6 separate regions of the Mus musculus genome follow, and regions 1, 2, 3, 4 and 5 are each linked to region 6. A link is a contact called in public promoter capture Hi-C data. All regions are on one chromosome and are shown on one strand. The core of a region is the stretch at or near the end of the contact, and the rest is flanking DNA. Distances in the headings are between cores, read along the strand shown. Region 1 holds the start of Fam83f (family with sequence similarity 83, member F). Region 2 holds the start of Atf4 (activating transcription factor 4). Region 3 holds the start of Tab1 (TGF-beta activated kinase 1/MAP3K7 binding protein 1). Region 4 holds the start of Zc3h3 (zinc finger CCCH type containing 3). Region 5 holds the start of Pycrl (pyrroline-5-carboxylate reductase-like). Region 6 holds the start of Txn2 (thioredoxin 2).

Region 1 (3,277 bases), core at 548-3,047, 2.7 Mb after region 6:
TCCCCAATGCCAGCAGTGACTATTGTCACAAACCCTGCAGTTTACTTTTTTATTAATTTTTTAAAAAAATTGTTATGTGTATGGATGTTTTGTTTGCAGTTATGTCTATGTACCATATGCATAGCAAGTGCCTGAAGAGAACAGAAGAGAGTGTCAGAGATGCTCTGGGACTTGAGCTATTGATGGTTGTGTGCCACCATATAGGCCCACGTCCTTTGGGAAGCATCCAGTGCTCTTAACCATGTCTCCAATCCCTGCAGACAATCTAAACACTCATTTCTCCAGACCATCAACGGGGCTGTGGGGTATAGATCAATGAAAGAGCCCTTTCCTAATTTTCCAAAGCCCTGAGTTTTATCCCAAGCACAGAGGAGGGAGGGAGGGAGGGGGAGAGAGAGAGAGAGAGAGAGAGAAGGAAGGAGTGAGAGAGAGAGAGAGAGAGAGAGAGAGAAGGAAGGAGTGAGAGAGAAGGAGTGAGAGAGAGAGAGAGAAGGAAGGAGTGAGAGAGAGATAGAAGGAAGGAGAGAGAGAGAGGGAGAGAGAGAGAGAGAGAGATGCCTATTGACTCCTTCATACACACCCCTAATAACCCCAATAACCTCTGTTTCTTTATAAGAACAAGCAAAGGAGGCCACATGTTGGGAAAGGACCTCCCTCACCGCAGAGAGCATAGCAGTTCCTTTGCTTAGCCGCTCCTTTCTCGGGAGATATAGAAAAGCATTTATTTCTAGGCCTCAATTTCCTCGTTTGTGAAATGAGGGGGTTGGACTCATTTCTAAAGCTCCTTCCAGCTCCAAGTCGCTGTGCTACAAAATGAGAGAAATGTGAACCTTTGGTTGCTATGATCTGAAAATATTTTGAATGTGGAGAATCAAAATTGTACAGCAGCACACGAACAAAATAATATGTTAATGACTAAGAAGATTGTATTTAATCCAATGGGAAACAGCAGATCCTCTGGTGGTGATGGTGGTGGTGTGCACGCGCGTGTCTGTGCTCAGCTTCCTTCCTTGGGCTCAAACATGTATTTTGAATCGCTAATATAGTAATCAGGCCTCTGGCAGCCTATCAGGCCCAAACACACGCACACACCACTTCAAATTAAAATGAGGGGCAAATCCACTGCCTCCTGCTTACATCTTTGCTATTTGGGTGATTCTTTTAGGAGAAAAAAATTTTGTAGTGACGGTGTTGGTGTTGAATTGACAGCCCCTGGAGGCCTCTGATCTCAGAACTGGGACGCGTGGGCGGGAGAACTAGGGATTTCATTAGCATCTTTGCTTTCCCACACAGACTGCCCCCTACACAGTCCGACGATCTAGCCCAACAGCACACACACTTGGACCCTGAAGGCCGGAGTGGGTCAGGATGCTACTAAATTCCGCAGGCGTCCGGACTAGAACACGTGCTCTGGGCCCTGCCTGCGGGAAGATGAGGCTGTACCCGCGGGGCTGAGTCCCGAGGGTGCTGGAGGCGTAAAGGGGTCAGGTCGCCGACCTTCCCTGCACTGATGGGTCGCAGCTGGGAGGCGGGCGTGACTCAAAGGCCGCACGTGCCTCTGACCACAGCCGGGCTTTCACTTCCACGCCGACACTCTGCACCCCAGCCGGGCTAAGTAGGCCAGAGACGCAGGGCGTCGGCTGAGCCGCCCGTGAGGTCCCCGCAAGCCCTGCAGAGGCGGCGGTCCCTCTCCGCCCGACGGCCGCGCCCGCACCGGGGCCCGCGCCGATTGGCCGACTGGCGATCGCTGGGCGGGCCGAGGCGGACCTCGCGGCCAGGTGAGGCGCCCCGCCCCTCGAGCGCTCCAGGTGCGGCGGTGGGGACAGCAGGGTCCGAGCCTGGGGCCCCGGGACAGGGCTGGGGCGCCATGGCCGAGTCCCAACTGAGCTGCCTGGACGAGGCGCACGTGAACGAGAGGGTGACCGAGGCACATGCAGCTTTCTACTACTGCGAGAGGCGGCGGGCCGCGCTGGAGGCGCTGCTGGGTGGAGGCGAGCAGGCCTACCGCGAACTGGTCAAGAAGGAGCGGCTGCGGGACTTCCTCTCCAGCCAGGAGCGCCAGGCCCTCTGCGCCGCCTGGAGCCCCTACGAGGAGGCAGTCTCCAGCACCCGTGCCAAGGCTAAGGCCAAGGCCAAGGTCCCGGCCCAGCCCACTGAGTCCCTGGCCTACTGGCCAGACCGCTCGGACACCGAAGTGCCCCCACTGGACCTGGGGTGGACAGACACCAACTTCTACCGCGGTGTGAGCCGAGTCACGCTCTTCACCCACCCGCCCAAAGAAGAGAAGGCACCGCACCTGAAGCAGGTGGTCAGGCAGATGATCCAGCAGGCCCAGAAGGTAGGCCTCGGGCCCCAGTCCTGCACCAGAGGGACCCCCCACACACACACACACTCCCCTGCCTGGTCTCACTTGCGGGCCACTCTCACCATCCTCTGGGAAATGGACCCCCGCTGGCGCTCACCTTGTGCAGCTGTGATGAGACCTTTTGAAAGATGGATGTGTAAGTTCGTGGCAAAGCACTGGTTTTTCTTACTACAGTGTCTAGGTGCGCTAGCCTTGTGTTGGTATACCTCTGTCACCATCCATCTTCCTTGGGCAGTGTGACAGTTGTGAGGCCCTGTGCTAAACTAGCCACTCAAAGGGCTTGATCATGAACTATCACCAGGGATTTATTTACAAGGCGTATCCTCGGCCGTTTCCCTATTTGATCTTCACAATCGCATGAAGTTGGTAATAGCCTCCCTTCCCCTCTGGGCCAGATGAGCTTTTCTTAGGAGCCTTTCTCCCCCAAACAACCCGACTTTCCCATTATCATCCTCTCCTGGGCTTGGCACTAGAGCCCAAGCAGGCTCAAATGAATGAGGAACGCTATTTTAAGCTCTAGCAGTGGCTTGGCCCAGTGTTGGGTGCTCCCACAAAGCACTGGACCAAGCTCAGGAAGAGGCTCCTACTTTGCCCATCTGCTCTGCTTGGGTGTTGAGAGATGTTTCCAAGGAGCCTGGTTAGAATACCAGTTGGACAGCTGGCTGTGGGGTAGGTGAAAGACTAATCTTTTCCTCTGTGCCCTTGGGTACTTGGGTAGTTTCCAGATAAAATGTGGGCTATTGCATTAAATTCAAACTTCAAATAGGTCTTTTTGTATCTTTTTATTCCAAATAAGCTGCACGGCGGCTGCATTGATGCTAAAAGTGACTTTTCATTTACCTAAATTCAGATTTAATGGGACAGATATTATTTTACCTTCTAAAGACTGAGAGGTGATAGACATACTTTTAT
Region 2 (2,859 bases), core at 244-2,743, 2.3 Mb after region 6:
CTGCCTGCAGGGTAGATACATGTGATAGAAAACAGCTGCTAGGATAATTGGCTGTTAGAAAGGAGGCCAGAAAAAGAAGTGCAAGCTTACACCACGTGGAAGGTTTCTGGGGAGGCACGTTTTTGTATAGCAAAAGGCAGTCATGTATCACAGGTTCAGGAGTTTAGCAAAGCAAGGGGTGGGCATACATCATAGAGTTAGGAACTCAGCATAGGTTAAAAACCATGGTTTGCAGGGTACATTATGCTTAGGGGACAGAAACTTGTAAGGGATGTCCACTTAATGTAGCAGTGTGGCTGCTGTTTTGGTTTCCAGAGCAAAGAGAGGACATAGTTACCCTTTTGTTGCTTTTGCATGGAAAGACTAGGTAACTTCTGTATGTGTGCACATGCACTTGTGACTTCTTTGGGTATAAAAACATCTCATTATGTAGGCCTCGTGTTTTATGGTTGGTTCCGTCTCAGTAAACAATAATAAAGGCTCCTCTGAGGAAGGAGGATGGAGTTAGGGATATAGGGACTGGAGAGTTAGGTTCGAATTAATAAATAGCAATCAATCATATAATCAAGGACGACCTTGAACTATGGTACCCGAGCGCTAGGGTTGGGTTGTACAAGGCTTGCAAATAATCACTGAGCAGTAAGTGGCAGGCACTGTGCCAGTTGAGTGGTATTTGTGTGAGTCACTTAAACAGAAGTGGAAACTCTTTTTAAGATTTCCAGGCTGGAGTTGGAAAGAGCCTCTCAGCACTCTCAAAACAGCATCCTTTATGGTGAGGCCTTGACCAGTACCTGGGGCTCCCGATCACTTAGGCGGCAGGCTCACTCATCAGGATGACTTCTTGGGAAGGTGATACCTGGAAGTTAAGGCTTGAGAGCCAACTGAATAAACCTGATCTTAAGGGAACTGACCCTATACAAACCGGCAGTGAGGGCCTCTATGATGGGAGGATGGGCATAGGAGGTTAGACCTGAGGTTAGGCATGTTTCCCCGGTTCAGGGGAAATCGCTGAACTGGAGGAACCGGAATATCTCCCAAGAAGACCCCAACACGAACGCCCTGCCTCCAAGTGCCGTCCCTGTCCCAGGACTGACAGGAAGCTGAAGGTTTGGACCAGCTAACTCAGAAGGGTCTCTCCACATGCCTGAAGCCTGCCCACTCGGTTCTGGAAACAACAAATACATGAAAAGATGGCTTCCAGCCCAAAGGTCACGCCTGGAAGCTGTTTGCTCGGTGCGGAGCGATGCCGGAGAGAGCAAATACACATGGATCACATCTGACAAGAGATGGCAGGTGTGACAGTCTGGCGCCCGGAACCTCTGGTGGCTCCTCCCTTTCCACGCAGACCCCTGATCCTAGAGCGCCCAGGTGCAGAGCCAATAGGAACTTGAGGTTTAGGTGACTCGCCACGCCTGGGCCAATCAGCTCGACGCGCGCTCCGACGGCGTCTCGCGTGATAACCTGGCAGCTTCGGCTTTGACCGTCAGAGCTTTGGCTAGGTGTCCCACCCCGCCTTGTAAGACACCGGAAATTCGTCAACGAGCGATCCCTCCGCGCTCCGGAACCAGACCGCGGCTGGTCGTCAACCTATAAAGTAGTGCACTTTTCTCTCATGGGGCCTTTAGGACGATCTCTAACGCCACAGTTACCCCCCGAGCACAGCGGAGAAGGGTTGGGGCGGGCGAGGGCGTCAGTGAGAGGCGGTTTGGTGGCGCTGCGGTAGGATCACGTGACCACAGTGGGAGGATACGCGGTGTGCTGCGTCCCTGGCCGAGGCTATAAAGGGCGGGTTTAGGGCGTGCCGCCGCCATTTCTGCTTGCTGTCTGCCGGTTTAAGTTGTGTGCTCGGGTGTCCCTTTCCTCTTCCCCTCCCGCAGGGCTTGCGGCCACCATGGCGTATTAGAGGCAGCAGTGCCTGCGGCAGCGTTGGCCTTTGCAGCGGCGGCAGCAGCACCAGGCTCTGCAGCGGCAACCCCCACCGGCCTAAGCCATGGCGTGAGTATGGGGCCGGCCGCGGAGGGCGGGGGCCTCGCTGTGGTTGGGTGCGGCCCGGGCGCGGTGGCCGGCACACGCGGTTTTACAAGCGGCCGGACGCGTCGGCCTTGTTTGCGTTGCCTGCGACGCCGGCGCTCCCGGGCAGAGCTGGGCGGAGGAGTGTCTAAAGCGCTACTGCTGCCCCTTCGTCCTGTCTTAGCTTAATCATCTCGGGCTCACCGGGGTCCCCGTGTCATCCTGCGAACGTGGCGATGCCCAAGATGGCGGTGGGGCGGGGGTGTGAGTCACGGGGGCGGGGCGCGGCGGCCTTGGCCGTATTAGGACGCGAGGACAAGCTGCTTCCTCTGGGTGGCCGGTGAAGCAAAGCTAAGCCTCCATCTTGTGCAACCCGAGCTGGCGGCCGGGGAGGCTTACACAATGGCCTTGGGCCCGCGTGCTCTCCCTGTAGACGCTTCTGGGATTTGGCCATCCGGCATCTTAGATAGAAAGATGACTGGACTTGCTTTTGGGTCCCCATCCAGGCTCTTCACGAAATCCAGCAGCAGTGTTGCTGTAACGGACAAAGATACCTTCGAGTTAAGCACATTCCTCGAATCCAGCAAAGCCCCACAACATGACCGAGATGAGCTTCCTGAACAGCGAAGTGTTGGCGGGGGACTTGATGTCCCCCTTCGACCAGTCGGGTTTGGGGGCTGAAGAAAGCCTAGGTCTCTTAGATGACTATCTGGAGGTGGCCAAGCACTTGAAACCTCATGGGTTCTCCAGCGACAAGGCGGGCTCCTCGGAATGGCCGGCTATGGATGATGGCTTGGCCAGTGCCTCAGACACCGGCAAGGGTGAGTAGGACGGCTGTCCTGGTGTGCC
Region 3 (2,923 bases), core at 155-2,654, 2.2 Mb after region 6:
CTCAGAACCACACCAAACTCAGCATGCTAACGTGGAACTCACACCTTTCTCTTGCTCCATAAACCTACCTGAGCCTGCAAAAAAAAATCTGCAGGGATCTTTGACACACTTCTTCCCATCAGCACTGTCTTTTTATTGTTGTTGTTTTCTCGAGACAGGGTTTCTCTGTGTTGCCCTGGCTGTCCTGGAATTCACTCTGTAGACCAGGCTAGCCCCGAACTCAGAAATTCGCCTGCCTCTGACTCCTAAGTGCTGGGATTAAAGGCATGTGCCACCACACTGGCCCATCAGCACTGTCTTAGGCCATTTCCTGTTGCTTTAATAAAATGCTTGATACTGGGGGGCTGGAGAGATGGCTCATCGGCTAAGAGCACTGACTGCTCTTCCAGAAGTCCCGAGTTCAAATCCCAACAGCCACATGGTGCCTCACAACCGTTTCTAATGGGACCTATGGGATCTGGTGTGTGAAGACAGTTATAGTGTACTCATACATAAATACACAAATCTTTTAAAAAAATTGATACTGGATTATTTATTCATTTAATGAAACAGGGTGTCATATAGTAGTCCATGCTGGTATCAAACTTCTGGTCCTCCTGTCTCTTCTTGTTGTTGTTTTTGTTTTTTTTTTTCAAGACAGGGTTTCTCTGTATAGCCCTGGCTGTCCTGGAACTCACTCTGTAGACCAGAAATCCGCCTGCCTCTGCCTCCCAAGTGCTGGGATTAAAGGCGTGTGTCACCACGCTCGGCTCCTCCTGTCTCTTCTTAAGGGATGGGATTACAGGACTCAAATTTATAATCCCCCTGCCTCAGTCTCCTAAACTCTGGGATTACAGTTGTGACTCTCCAAATCGAGCTTCCGCACCGTGCTTCTAGAACAAACAGACTCTTCCTTTGGGCACTGGCCAGTCACGCCAAGTGGCCTGCAATTACATTGCCAGCTAACACTACACTCCCATGTTACCGTCCATAAATTTAACTTCTGAGAATTTACAACTACTCGGAATTGCAGTCTTCTCCAAATCTAACTTCAGCTAGTTTGGCATTGGGGTGGCCTCCATTATAAGATCAGGCAGTCAGTCACCCACTACTCTTGTAAACTGAATCATTCGTTCTCTCTTGCTCCCTCCTCGCTAAGCCGCTTTAAATAGGATCTCAGGATCTCCATCGGGGTGAAAAAAAAATCCGGGAGAAAGCACACCCATAAAGACCCCAGGAAACAAGAAAGTCGAAGAAAGTAGGCTGATGGGGTTGGGGGTGGGGTGGGGGCAAGAGCCGCGCTTGCTCAAGGCGCCTCTGCTGCGCCTCCTCCGCTCCGCCGGGGGCGCTGTGGATAAGCTCCGCGGCAGCCCGAGCCGCTCTAGCCCCTCATCCCGCCACTCCGAGAGCCTGGCGCGCCGCGGGGTCCTCCAAGATGGCGGCGCAGAGGAGGAGCCTGCTCCAGAGTGTGAGGAAACCGACCCGCTCTCCGGGCTGGGAGGGTTGGGAGCTCGGGTGTGTCCTCGGGTGCAGGAACTGTTGTCTTTAGATGGCAGAGCATGGCCCTCTCGCCCCAGAGGCCTTTGGGGGCTTGCAGCGCGCGAGACCCACAGCCGGCTGGCGCCGCGCCTGTTCTGCGCGTGCGCGTCGCAGGCTGGGGCCTCTAGGGGGTCAAGGGCGCCGGGGTCCTGCGGAGTGGGAGCGTCCTCGAGCCGGAAGGGGACGTGGCGCCGCCGAGCGGGCCATCCGGAGCGTGGACACGACTAATAATAAATAGCCCCCCGCTTGTGTAAGGCGTGCTGTATCTCTGGCATTGTGTGGACCGCCTCGCGTTTATAAGCTTCGCCAGCAGCACCGGAGAATAGTTAGCGACTAAAAGTTTTTACAGACGAGGAAACCGAGGTCAGGCAGCTGGTGAGCGGCAGAGGCAGAGGCAGGATTAAAATAGTCTGGTTCCAGAAACACCCCTAAGGTTTAGGCTCCTCAAGTGAGGGCGTAGGGTTTTACTTCTGCCTCCCAGTTCACCGGGTCCCGTTGAAGGTTGGCTCCAGGCACCCCGACCTGGTCATCTGGACCTCCACGGTTTGATGTAGTCTACCCGTCCCTGCATCTTTCTCACATATGTGCAGTTACACATGTATGTATGTTAGCTCAGAGTACTGTTTGGATCTGCCAGGACAGGGCGGGGATCCCTTGGCCTTCCTTACCGTGGCACTCTGTAGGAGTTGCCTCTGGATGTCTGCTTCCTTGAAGACCAGCGCCTCTTAGCATGTTGACTTCACCACCCTACCACCCTTGCATGCTAGGTGCTTGGTCAGTGTCTGTCACAGAATGAGGAAATTGGTCAGGAACTAGGTCTTGGCTTTTCAAGGGTGGGGGGAAGTAGCTTGCCTGGCCTAGAGGATCTGAAGCCAGAGGGAGACGTGGGGGAAGAGAGAGATGGCTTTCCCTTCACTATTGTGTGCCTGCTCGGGCCTTTTGTAAAACCCTGGGAGTAAAGAGGTCTGGCTCTCTGTTTTGTAAGGTCCCAGAGGGCAAGGCCCTTGTATAAATGTCCCCATTGTAGAAAGCGTCTGGGGAACACTGATATGATTGTGACCTTGAGAGAAAGAGGGGCTGGGAAAAAAATAGTGACTGATGCCGACTGAGTTGGCTTGCTAACAAGAGAAAGGTCGACTGGGTCAAGTATCTTCTGTCTCTTCCTTGTGATGGGACCCAAAGAACACCAGTTAGGGCAGAGTGTAGGCTTTTCCCAGCACACAGAGAATGTGTTCTCTGTGTATGCTGGCGGACTTTAAAAAGGGGGAGGGAGGGCCGGCTTTAACCCGTAGTGTCTTGATGCTAGGGAAGGAACAGGAAAAGATAACTGTGTAAGGCCCCTTCCATCCTCAGGATGAAAGGACATACCTACTGAGAGGAATCCCGGTGTCCCAGCCGGGCAGGG
Region 4 (3,040 bases), core at 502-3,001, 2.1 Mb before region 6:
GGTCATCACAGCCTTCCAAGGACCCCCGCTGGACCCCTGAAGCATTGATGGCACCTGACTTTGATGGTGGCTTGATCTTAATAACCATATTCTGATCTGGACTGAGCTGGACCTGTCTCTCCAGTACATACTGCTGGGGTTCAGGATGCTGGCTATCCTCAGACCTGAGGGATGTCTGAAAAGCAGGATCGCTGGCTGGGTCAGAAGATTCCACAGGCTGATTCACAAGGGAGTATTTCTTGCGCCACGAAGGGCCATGGTGTGAGGAGAAGCCCCTCCGACTTGGACGGGAGTAGCGGGCGCCAAAGGTCCTGCCACCCGGGAACATGGGTGGCTGCCACCGAGTAGCTGATGAGTTGCCCAGGGCAGGGCCATTGCCGTGGAGTGTTTTATAGTCATCAATTAGACCTGAGAAGGCAGAATCACACGCTCAGTTACCTAGGAGATGTGAATAAAAACAGCACCAATCAAGACTACTACCCCTACCCTAATACTCCAGACCTGCTCGCCTTGCTGACTTGAGAGCAGTCCTAAGTGACTGGAAACCATGTAAAGTTCAGTCCAAATCTCTAGGCTTGTCAATTCTGTGAGCACTTCTCCATCACTATTAGTATTTGGCTTGCTTATCCTGAAGATGGCAGCTTTTGTGGTATGACTGCTTCTACCCCCTGGCCTATGAGATCTACAATGTTCTGAGAGCAAGTGTCACTCCCTATACCAAAAAAAAAAAAACAAAAAAAACAAAAAACAAAAAACAAAAAAAACCAAAAAAAAAAACAAAAAAACAAAAAAAAACAGTCAGGGACCAGAAACCTGTGGTGCCTGGGTAAGAACTGGACAAGTCTTCCACTGAGGCCCTGTAGTTTACCCACTCACGGGGAAAATTGCAGGACTGCACCATAGTGCATAACTGTCTTCTCAGAACTGACGCTTCTCTAACCCAGTACGTGACAGACAGAAATAAAAAACAAAAAAACAAAAACACAATGATGACCCAACAGCTAACTAACATCATCTCCTACAGAAAAACACCTGATACCACCACCACAAGGATTTTCCAATGAAGTGACTCATGGAGCCCTGGAAGAAGAGTGAAGGAACGCCAGCAGGCTCGCTGGATCCCCAATAACCAAACACACACACACACAGGGCCTGCCTCGACCCTCGAATCCTGCCAGACACCTCCGGTCGGGTGTTAGGGAAACGCACGAAGTAGTCTCAAATAGGAAGGCCACTTGGACTCTCCTTAGGACATGCTTTTGTGGGGGAAACTTTGAAAACGATATGAACGCTTATAAAGACCAACTTGAGTCTAAACATTTGAAGCTGAAGCTGGTGCCTGGGTAGTCAGCCCTGAGTACGTGGGGGCTGTGCCTGAATCGAGCCAAAGGCACTCAACGGCAGCGGAAGAGAAACGCTTCCGAGCCAGCCGAACCTGGAAGTCGGCTGCCGCGACCACTCGCTGGTAAGACCACCGTGCTATCATCTCCTGACAGCCCCTTGGAGGCCCGGCCCGCTCCCTCGCCCCGAAGCCTGGCGGGTCTGTCACGCGAGGGCCGAACCCGACTCGGCCGCTCCGATGCCCACCCATGACGACCATCGGGAGACCGCAACCGACAGCACTCGCTTCGGAGAGGGTCTACGGCGATCACAAGAAACAAGGGAACACACGGCCCGACCGCAGCCAGCTCACCCTGCAGGAGGCGTATCTGCCGCCGCAGCTGCTCCTTTTCCTCCATCTCCGGAGTCCGCGACGCCTAGCCAGACCCCCTCGACGTCATCGCCGCGCGACTGGTCCCCGCAGGCGGGGAGGAGAGAACGCCGAACTTCACTATGCGTGGACACGGGGTTGGAAGGCACCGTCGCCCCGGCAACCCTGGAAGGACGCATGCGCAGAACGAGAAAAATCCGTCATCTTGAAGCGCCCGGAAGTGGCCCGCAATCTGGCTTCTGCACCAATTCCTGCGCATCATTTCCACCGCTGGGGGTTCCTCGGAAGACTTGGAGGAGATAGGTTGCTAACAGTTTCCCCTAGACCCAGGAATTCCTTTTATCAATTTATTTGTTTGAGACAGGATGTATTTCTGGCTGGAGAGAAACATAACTGGGGAACTCGCTATGTAGACTAGGCTGGCCTCGAACTTACGGAAGTTCTCTTTCCTCTGCCTCCGGACCTGGAATCAAAGGGATGCCATTTTAACGCCTTTGCTGCCGCAGCAGCACGAGAACAGCGAAAAGGAATCGGAGGCAATTTTTTTTTTCGGATGATTACAGGTGTTAAGAAAATTCTTGAGGGCATTTAGTAGGAAAGGCTGCAACCTCTAGAAAATACTGAAAAAAAAAAAAAACTCACGGTAGTTACCACGTGATCAGACAGTCCCACGTCTAGGTGTATAACCAACGCGTAGAAAACACCGATTCTAACATATTTGTATGTCATTATTTATAATAGCTAACCCGAATGACTGTTTACATGGAAATGGGATATTATCCAGTGATTTGTTTTGTTAGAGACAGAATCTCGCTATGTACCTCTGTCTGTCCTGGAATTCCCTATGTAGACCAGGCTGGCCTGGAACTCTCAGAAATCTGCCTGCCTCTGCCACCCAAGTGCTGCAATTAAGAGTGTGCCACTATGTAGGAATGTGCAGTATCTTTGGAGCCCTAAGGCCTCAAGTCCGGCCAAGCCTCTACCAGTGAGCTACATCTGCATAGTCTACTGTTACGCCTGAAAAAGAAGTTCTAGAAGCTGGGTTTGATAGTGAATACCTGTAAGACAAGCATTAAGAAGTGAGGGTAGGGGCTGGTGAGATGGCTCAGTGGGTAAGAGCACCCGACTGCTCTTCCGAAGGTCCGGAGTTCAAATCCCAGCAACCACATGGTGGCTCACAACCATCTGTAACAAGATCTGACTCCCTCTTCTGTAGTGTCTGAAGACAGCTACAGTGTACTTACTTACATATAATAAATAAATAAATCTTTAAAAAAAAAAAAAGAAGAAGTGAGGGTAGATAGCCGGGCAGGCCGGGCAGTGATGGGA
Region 5 (3,011 bases), core at 484-2,983, 2.0 Mb before region 6:
CACTCAAACATATAATTTTTAAAAAAGCTGATCTTAGCCTGGTGATGGTGGTATATGACTTTAATCCCAGCATCTAGGAAGAGACAGGTGAATCTGAGTTCCAGGCCAGCCTGGTCTACAGAGTGAGTTCTAGGACAGCCAGGGGGTTGCATAGAGAAACCTTGTCTTAAAACAAAAACAAACAAAGCCAGTCTGATAAAGACCTAACAGGCAAGTGAGCTGGTGTGTCCTGGGGAAACGAAGTGGCCCCTCTGGTGGACACCACCTGGTTTTGGAGGATATAGGGGTAGAAAGCCTGGGCCAGACAGAAGTGCATGCTAAAACCTTCCCCAGGGAGCTAATGATGTCAGTGACAGTGTGTGTAGCAGCAAGAGGCAGGTGAACTGCCAGGTTCGACGTGTAAACTGCTAAGGCTTGTAGGAAGCCCTCCTCCCATGATCATGGGCCTCTGGACTTTGAAATACAACTGAAAGCAGAGAGCCAAAGGTCACCAACTTCCTCTACCCGCAATCTGTTCATAAAGTTTTCTAAATACTGTACAGCCGTGCTGGGCCAGTAAAACATCAGTTATATACACCAGCAGTCCTCAGCCCGGAAGAGTTTGCCTCTCTCCCCACCATACCCCTCAAGCTCCAGGTAGCAGACATTTGGAACTGGTGGAGAAACGTCAGTCTTCAAATTCAAGGTATTGTTGCCATAAAGAAATGACAAACCAGCGATAGCAGGCACTCTTCAGAGCACAGGGCCAATCCTCTTCCTCCCGAGTGTCCTCACAGCTGCCCACCTCTGAGAGTGGGGGCTGAGGAATGGGTAGCCTTTGGTTAAGCCAGAGGCTGAGGAGGAAGAGGCCAGGACGTCAGACATTTAACTTGGCATTAAGTCGGTTCAATCTAAGGCACGATTTGAGCCACATATGGAACTAGAAACTCGCAGCCACATTAAGGAGATAAAAAGTTAAAAGCGAGTCAGCGAGTGGCTCACACTTTTAATTCCAACACTCTGGGAGGCAGAAAAAGGTGGATCCCTGAGTTCAGGATCAGCCTGGTCTACCTGGGAGTTCCAGGCCAAATGAACCCTGTCTCGAAAAGAAAAGAAAAGAAAAGAAAAGAAAAGAAAAGAAAAGAAAAGAAAAGAAAAGAAAAGAAAAGAAAAGAAGAGAAGAGAAGAGAAGAGAAGAAGAGAAAAGAAAAGAAACAAGCAAACTCCACTACAAAGAAGTCACACGTGAAGTCAATCGTAATATTCTTTAATGCAATACATTTAAAGGAATATTCACCAATACAATCAATGTTAAATAAATGAACTGGTTTTTTTTGGTTTTTTTCCCCCACACCTCGCCTAACATGCCCACTCACCGGCCTGGGAAGGGACTGCGGACTCATCCAGCGATCCTGGAGGCCTTAATAGAGTCCTGATGTATGATTCTCACCCAGGAAACCAGCGAATTCACCCTACTGGCCCTTGGTGTACCACGTGCGCCCCTCCCGCCAAGGCTTACGAACTCCTCCCATTAGAACGAAAGCTCCCCCAGCCAGGCCTCGCCTCCCACCTGCTTGGATGAGGCCTCGGGCAATGGCCTCCGCCATGCGGCCTGCACCCACGAAGCCCACACGCCGAGGTTCAGACATTGTCGCCGCCATCCTGCTCTGAGCTGGCCTTCTCTCGTCCTTGCGGCAGCGGGTCCCGCCCACTAGAACTGCTTTGACCGACAGAAGCGACTGGGCGGGTTTGGGAGGACAGAGGGGCGGGGCGGGGCGGGGCGGGGCGGGCGCAGACACTTGGATTTTGACGCTTGAGGCGGGATTTCCCCCAAGCTTTGGTAAACCATTGGTCAGTGATTTTGCTGAGGGGAAAGAAGAGAAAGGAAGGGGAGCTAGTCCTAAGCAGGCTGTCTAATTCCTCCTGAGAAGCCTGAAGCTAGCTAGAGTCTCTCCAAAACCCTTACAGAGAGATTTAGAGGGGGAGAAAAACAAAAAAAACAAAAACCAAAAAACGCTTGAACCACTCCAGGATGGGCCTGGGGTGTAAGGTAGGTACTCCAAGCTCTTGCCTAGCTTGGGTGCCTTGGGTTCAGTCCTCGGAGTGGGTTCTGGTTCTCTACATTAAAAGCAGCACTAACCATCAGTCACTAATACACAGCACTTATTTTTTAATTTAAAAAAAACTTTTGAGTGCTTTAGTGTCTCACCAAAATAGTTATCTGTATTGAATTCCACATATAGTGACATTTAGTCACTTAGCTGGCTATATGTATAGTCATTTAGCTAAAGTGAGAGCAGAGGAAAGAAAAAGCAAGCAAATCAAGAAGCCCAAAACAGAAAAAAAGGCAGGTTTTCATGAGCAATCAGAAGCCTGGCTGTGGTGGCACACACCTTTGGTCTCAGTCCCAGGCAGGTGGAGCTCAAGTTTGAGGCCAGCCTGGTCTACAAAGCAAATTCCAGAACAGTCAAGGCCACAGAGAGAATCCCTGTCTAACTAACTAACTAACTAACTAACTAAATAAATAAATAAATAAAATGATCAGGATCCCAGCCTTCGTCTCATCCAAATTACCAATTCAAACAACCACCAGCATACAGGTGGTTTGTTGCTGTCTTGTTTTGAATGTGCATAATTAGGCAAACTAGAACACAGCACTTAGAAGGGCAGTGCATGCTGTCTTTGGACTGTGAGGTCCCACAGTAAAGATGGTCATCTCCTGCTTGCCACAATTGGGATGTGATGGCCAGTCCTTCCCTCTCTCTCACTGTGCGAGGTGAAGAGTTATAATTTCCTAATCTTTCCCCAGACCCCACCTGAAGCCTACAAGCACTAAGTCTGCCTGACATTAGATGGACACCTGTAAAACCAGGAGCTAAAAACTACAGCTAAATAAGGCTTTTCCTTCTTAGACATTAACTGTCTCAGGTAGCAACAGGGAACCTGCAGAATCCTCAATATGGAGACAAAAATCCATTCTATGGGGTGAGGGACATGAGTGTAAAGAACTTGTGTATTCTGGGCGGCACCCA
Region 6 (3,279 bases), core at 685-3,184:
AATCTATACCTAAAAAGCCAGCCTGCAAGGCCTTATCTCAGATGACAAGGACACGCACTGGCCTGGTCAAGGCAACGAGGTGAGTCAGAGAAAGGACCAGGAAGAAAACAAAAGAATCGGTGAGACTTGTCCAGAAAACCTGATGGCAATCGGGTTCTTGGCTTTTTGGTTGAATCTGGTGTAAAGGTCTGGAAATGAAGACCAGGCCACAAGGCAGGCATTTATATATCTCTAAAACACACCCCTGCGGTACTGAGAAGATACACCTCCTGCCCACCCCATCCGTACTTGGGGACGGCTATGGTGGCACTGATAATGTTTTGCCCAGTCCTTCCCACAGTTTTAGTGGGTTTCGATGTTAAAATACGATGTTGTTCCACACTGGAGCAGACTCTGAGCTTTTCGGGCACTGAGATACAGGACGTAGGCATGAGGCAGCATGTCTCCTAGTGTGCTAGGAAGACCATCAATCTGTCTCCTACCATACTGCATACTTAAGGACAGGCACAGGGTCTCAAAAGTCTTCATAATGAGTGTATGTAGATAAGCATTACACATGGTAGAGAGCCATAGTGAGCCCTCAATAAATACTTAAGTAAGACCCTCCATCTCTTACTGTCCCCAGTACTCACTGTGCATGAAAGTCCACAACAACTGGTGTCTCACTGTTGACAACTCTGTCTTGAAAGTCAGGTCCATCCTGGACGTTAAAGGTCGTCAAACAGACTCTGGTGGTGTGTACTGTCCGGGCTGGGCTGGGCATTACTGTTAGACCACCAGCATTGTACTGAGGGGTCTGCAGGGTCTTAGAGGTGAGGGAAGCCCACACACCCTGAGGAGGCTTCCTGGAGATGACTGAGGTCAGGAACCTCCCCAGGAGGAGCCGCTGAGCCATCTGTGGGAGCAAGAGGCAGGAAGAGCTGGGGCCATGCAATAGGAAGTCAACACACTAGGAAAACAAAGAATTCTGGAATAATGAGGTGTTGGGAACATACAGAATTGGAAGCAAGATGCATGGAAATACTGTAATATATGATTTTCAAAGGCCAGGTGTGGTGGGGCCCACCTGTCAATCCTCCTCCTGGGAGGCGAGGCAGGTGATATAAGGCAAGGTCAGTTTGGGCTAGACAATAAAACCTGGTCTCTAAAACCTCCCCACGACAACAAAAAAAAAATATCTAGAGGTGAGTAAGGAGTCAGCATCACTGAATAGACGTTAAGTTAGAAGGGCAGAAAAACTGGGTTGACAGCCAAAAAGAAATCAAGGCTGAGGTGGAATTATAAAAGGTCAATGGAGGGAGGGACAAGGCTCAAGTGCCTTACATCACTGTGTATAGCCCAATGCCCCCCCCCCCCACACACACACACATCACTGGCTCTCTCTGATCAACTCTGAAGAAACCTTATAATACCGTCCATACTCAGGGCAACAGGTAGGTTAAGTGCCATGCCCAACGTAGGCCAGTTTTTAAAGTACAGCTAATTGGAACCCAAGGCCGTCTGTAAAATTTTTATCAGTCATTCTTTTAAAAAAGTGTTTTTATGGGAAATTAAGGAAAGGGAAGCTGTCGAAGAATGAGCGAAGAAGACTCCCAACTACGGAAGGAGGAACTGAGAGGCGTAGGAACCGGCCATGGGGTACCAAAGTGAAGCGGGTGGCATGTGTACGGAGGGAAGCCCAAAGAATGGACACGTGTTGGGGAGGGTGGGGGACAGGGAGACTGGGAGCACAGGACGTGCAGCTGCCAAGGCCACCTCCTCCCTCTAGGGGCATCCCCCTGCCGATCGCCTTCCTGCAGAGAAGCGCGCCGCCAGCCCGGCTCAGCCCACCCCGCAAGGGCTCCTACCTCCCGGCAGTGCGAGCAGAGGGATGCAGAGCCCAGCCGGCCTGCCCGTCAAGGGCACTCCTGTTGTCACTTCCTCAGGGGCAGGTCTAGCGTCATTTCCGGGAAAGACTATGCGGACGACGTTTCTCTGCAACTTGGGGGCGGCTCGGTTTTTTTCACCAATGAGGAGGACGGAAAAATGTAGGGCTGAAGGGGCGCGACCGGAAGGAATGGGATCGTGGAGGAGGGACCGGAAAATGTGTGGGACCAGTGAGGGAGGAGATGGGTGAGAGGGCGGGAAGGAAGGAGTGGCTTTGGAACAAGCTCCTGCTGTGTTGCGCCTCTTGGCATTGCCCACCCTTGGATCTGAGCTCTGGAAAGGGCTGGAAGGCTGTGTTCACTTTAATGCCGAGGAAGCTCTGTTCTCGACAGAAGCTTAGTGTTAAAAGGAAGAGATTCCCGGGCTGGGGTTATGGCTCAATTGGATTCCTGTCTAGCACACCCAAAGCCTGGCTTCTCAATACCAAGTAAACTGGGTGTGATGGCACACACCTAATCCCAGGACCCCGGAGGGCTCAGGAGTTCAAAGTCATCCTCGATACTTAGGAACTACGTGAGATCCGGTCGTGTGTGTGGTGTGTGTGTGTGTACACATGTCGCATTAAGGGGTTATTCTGCCGTTTTTGATTCTTTTCTGCCCAACCTAACTTCTTATGATTGAGCAAGTCCCTCTGCCCCTAAGGGCTGGCGGTACTTCTAAAGCCCTTACCTTTTGTACTGTCATGTCTTACTTTTTGGAACTGTCAAGGAAGCACTATCCAAGGTAAAGTGTAGGGCTTTCTCTCCATTCCCACTGGCATGAGTGACTGAGGTGTAAGTCCCTCATTTATGCATATTGTAACCAGTATTCCAGCCCCTTACGATCGGGGAACACGTTGCTGTCCACCTTCCCTTCCATACCTTTGCTCACTTTGAACTTTGTCTCTGGGTACTTAGAACACCTGCTCACCTTATCTTCTCTGAATAGTACTGCTTTCTTCTCACTAGCGCCTGCTTTATAATCCTCCAGAACACATGGACAACGTCTCTTTCTGAGAGTAGGGACTTGTGGTTGTCTCATCTGCATATACTTAGCGCCAACCTGGTACAATGCCCAGCACAGAGAGGCTGTTCAATAGACACTAAGTTGAGAATCTTTGCGCACCTCAGCAAGTGGTTTCTGTCAGAGGGGTTATGTGATGTGTCCCAGCAGATGGACTCCATCTACCACCCTATTTTAACCCACTCTCTCAATAATTAGTGGTTTGCTGAGGCGTCTTTGTGTTCTACATCTGCAGTTGTGCCTGGAAGGCTCTCCCAGAGCTCTCTGAGAAAAGTGCTACTAGGTACTAGATTCTGCACTGTCTCTGGGTCCCTTTTCTGTCTGCTCCAGTGGAGGTCAGCCCTCGTCTTT

The links. Promoter capture Hi-C pulls out the DNA fragments that hold promoters and counts their contacts.
Region 1: a promoter capture Hi-C map of liver shows a contact between it and region 6, with 6 times the contacts expected there. The contact joins the promoter of Fam83f here to the promoter of Txn2 in region 6. A contact is called at or near these places in 2 of 39 promoter capture datasets (both in liver).
Region 2: a promoter capture Hi-C map of liver shows a contact between it and region 6, with 6 times the contacts expected there. The contact joins the promoter of Atf4 here to the promoter of Txn2 in region 6. A contact is called at or near these places in 2 of 39 promoter capture datasets (both in liver) and 1 of 9 other capture datasets (liver).
Region 3: a contact with region 6 is called in a promoter capture Hi-C map of liver, with 9 times the contacts expected there. The contact joins the promoter of Tab1 here to the promoter of Txn2 in region 6. A contact is called at or near these places in 3 of 39 promoter capture datasets (liver and pre-B cells).
Region 4: a contact with region 6 is called in a promoter capture Hi-C map of hippocampal neurons, with 3 times the contacts expected there. The contact joins the promoter of Zc3h3 here to the promoter of Txn2 in region 6.
Region 5: a promoter capture Hi-C map of embryonic stem cells shows a contact between it and region 6, with 6 times the contacts expected there. The contact joins the promoter of Pycrl here to the promoter of Txn2 in region 6. A contact is called at or near these places in 1 of 39 promoter capture datasets (embryonic stem cells) and 1 of 115 datasets of contacts at active chromatin or transcription factors (microglia).

What each region holds. Positions count from the first base shown.
Region 1 is chr15:80,670,050-80,673,326 of GRCm38.p6, forward strand. Fam83f (family with sequence similarity 83, member F) reads left to right here and starts at 1,798. Exons shown (of 5, transcript NM_145986.2): 1 at 1,798-2,338. The coding sequence starts at 1,868.
Region 2 is chr15:80,253,691-80,256,549 of GRCm38.p6, forward strand. It overlaps Atf4 (activating transcription factor 4), which reads left to right and starts at 1,494. Exons shown (of 3, transcript NM_009716.3): 1 at 1,494-1,995; 2 at 2,517-2,831. The coding sequence starts at 2,609.
Region 3 is chr15:80,131,742-80,134,664 of GRCm38.p6, forward strand. Tab1 (TGF-beta activated kinase 1/MAP3K7 binding protein 1) reads left to right here and starts at 1,405. Exons shown (of 11, transcript NM_025609.3): 1 at 1,405-1,447. The coding sequence starts at 1,415. It overlaps Gm31253 (a long non-coding RNA gene), which reads right to left. Exons shown (of 3, transcript XR_384256.4): 1 at 2,887-2,923.
Region 4 is chr15:75,840,157-75,843,196 of GRCm38.p6, forward strand. It overlaps Zc3h3 (zinc finger CCCH type containing 3), which reads right to left and starts at 1,752. Exons shown (of 12, transcript NM_172121.1): 1 at 1,694-1,752; 2 at 1-408. The coding sequence starts at 1,739.
Region 5 is chr15:75,919,827-75,922,837 of GRCm38.p6, forward strand. Pycrl (pyrroline-5-carboxylate reductase-like) reads right to left here and starts at 1,734. Exons shown (of 6, transcript NM_025412.2): 1 at 1,550-1,734. The coding sequence starts at 1,640.
Region 6 is chr15:77,927,060-77,930,338 of GRCm38.p6, forward strand. Txn2 (thioredoxin 2) reads right to left here and starts at 1,935. Exons shown (of 4, transcript NM_019913.5): 1 at 1,848-1,935; 2 at 633-895. The coding sequence starts at 895.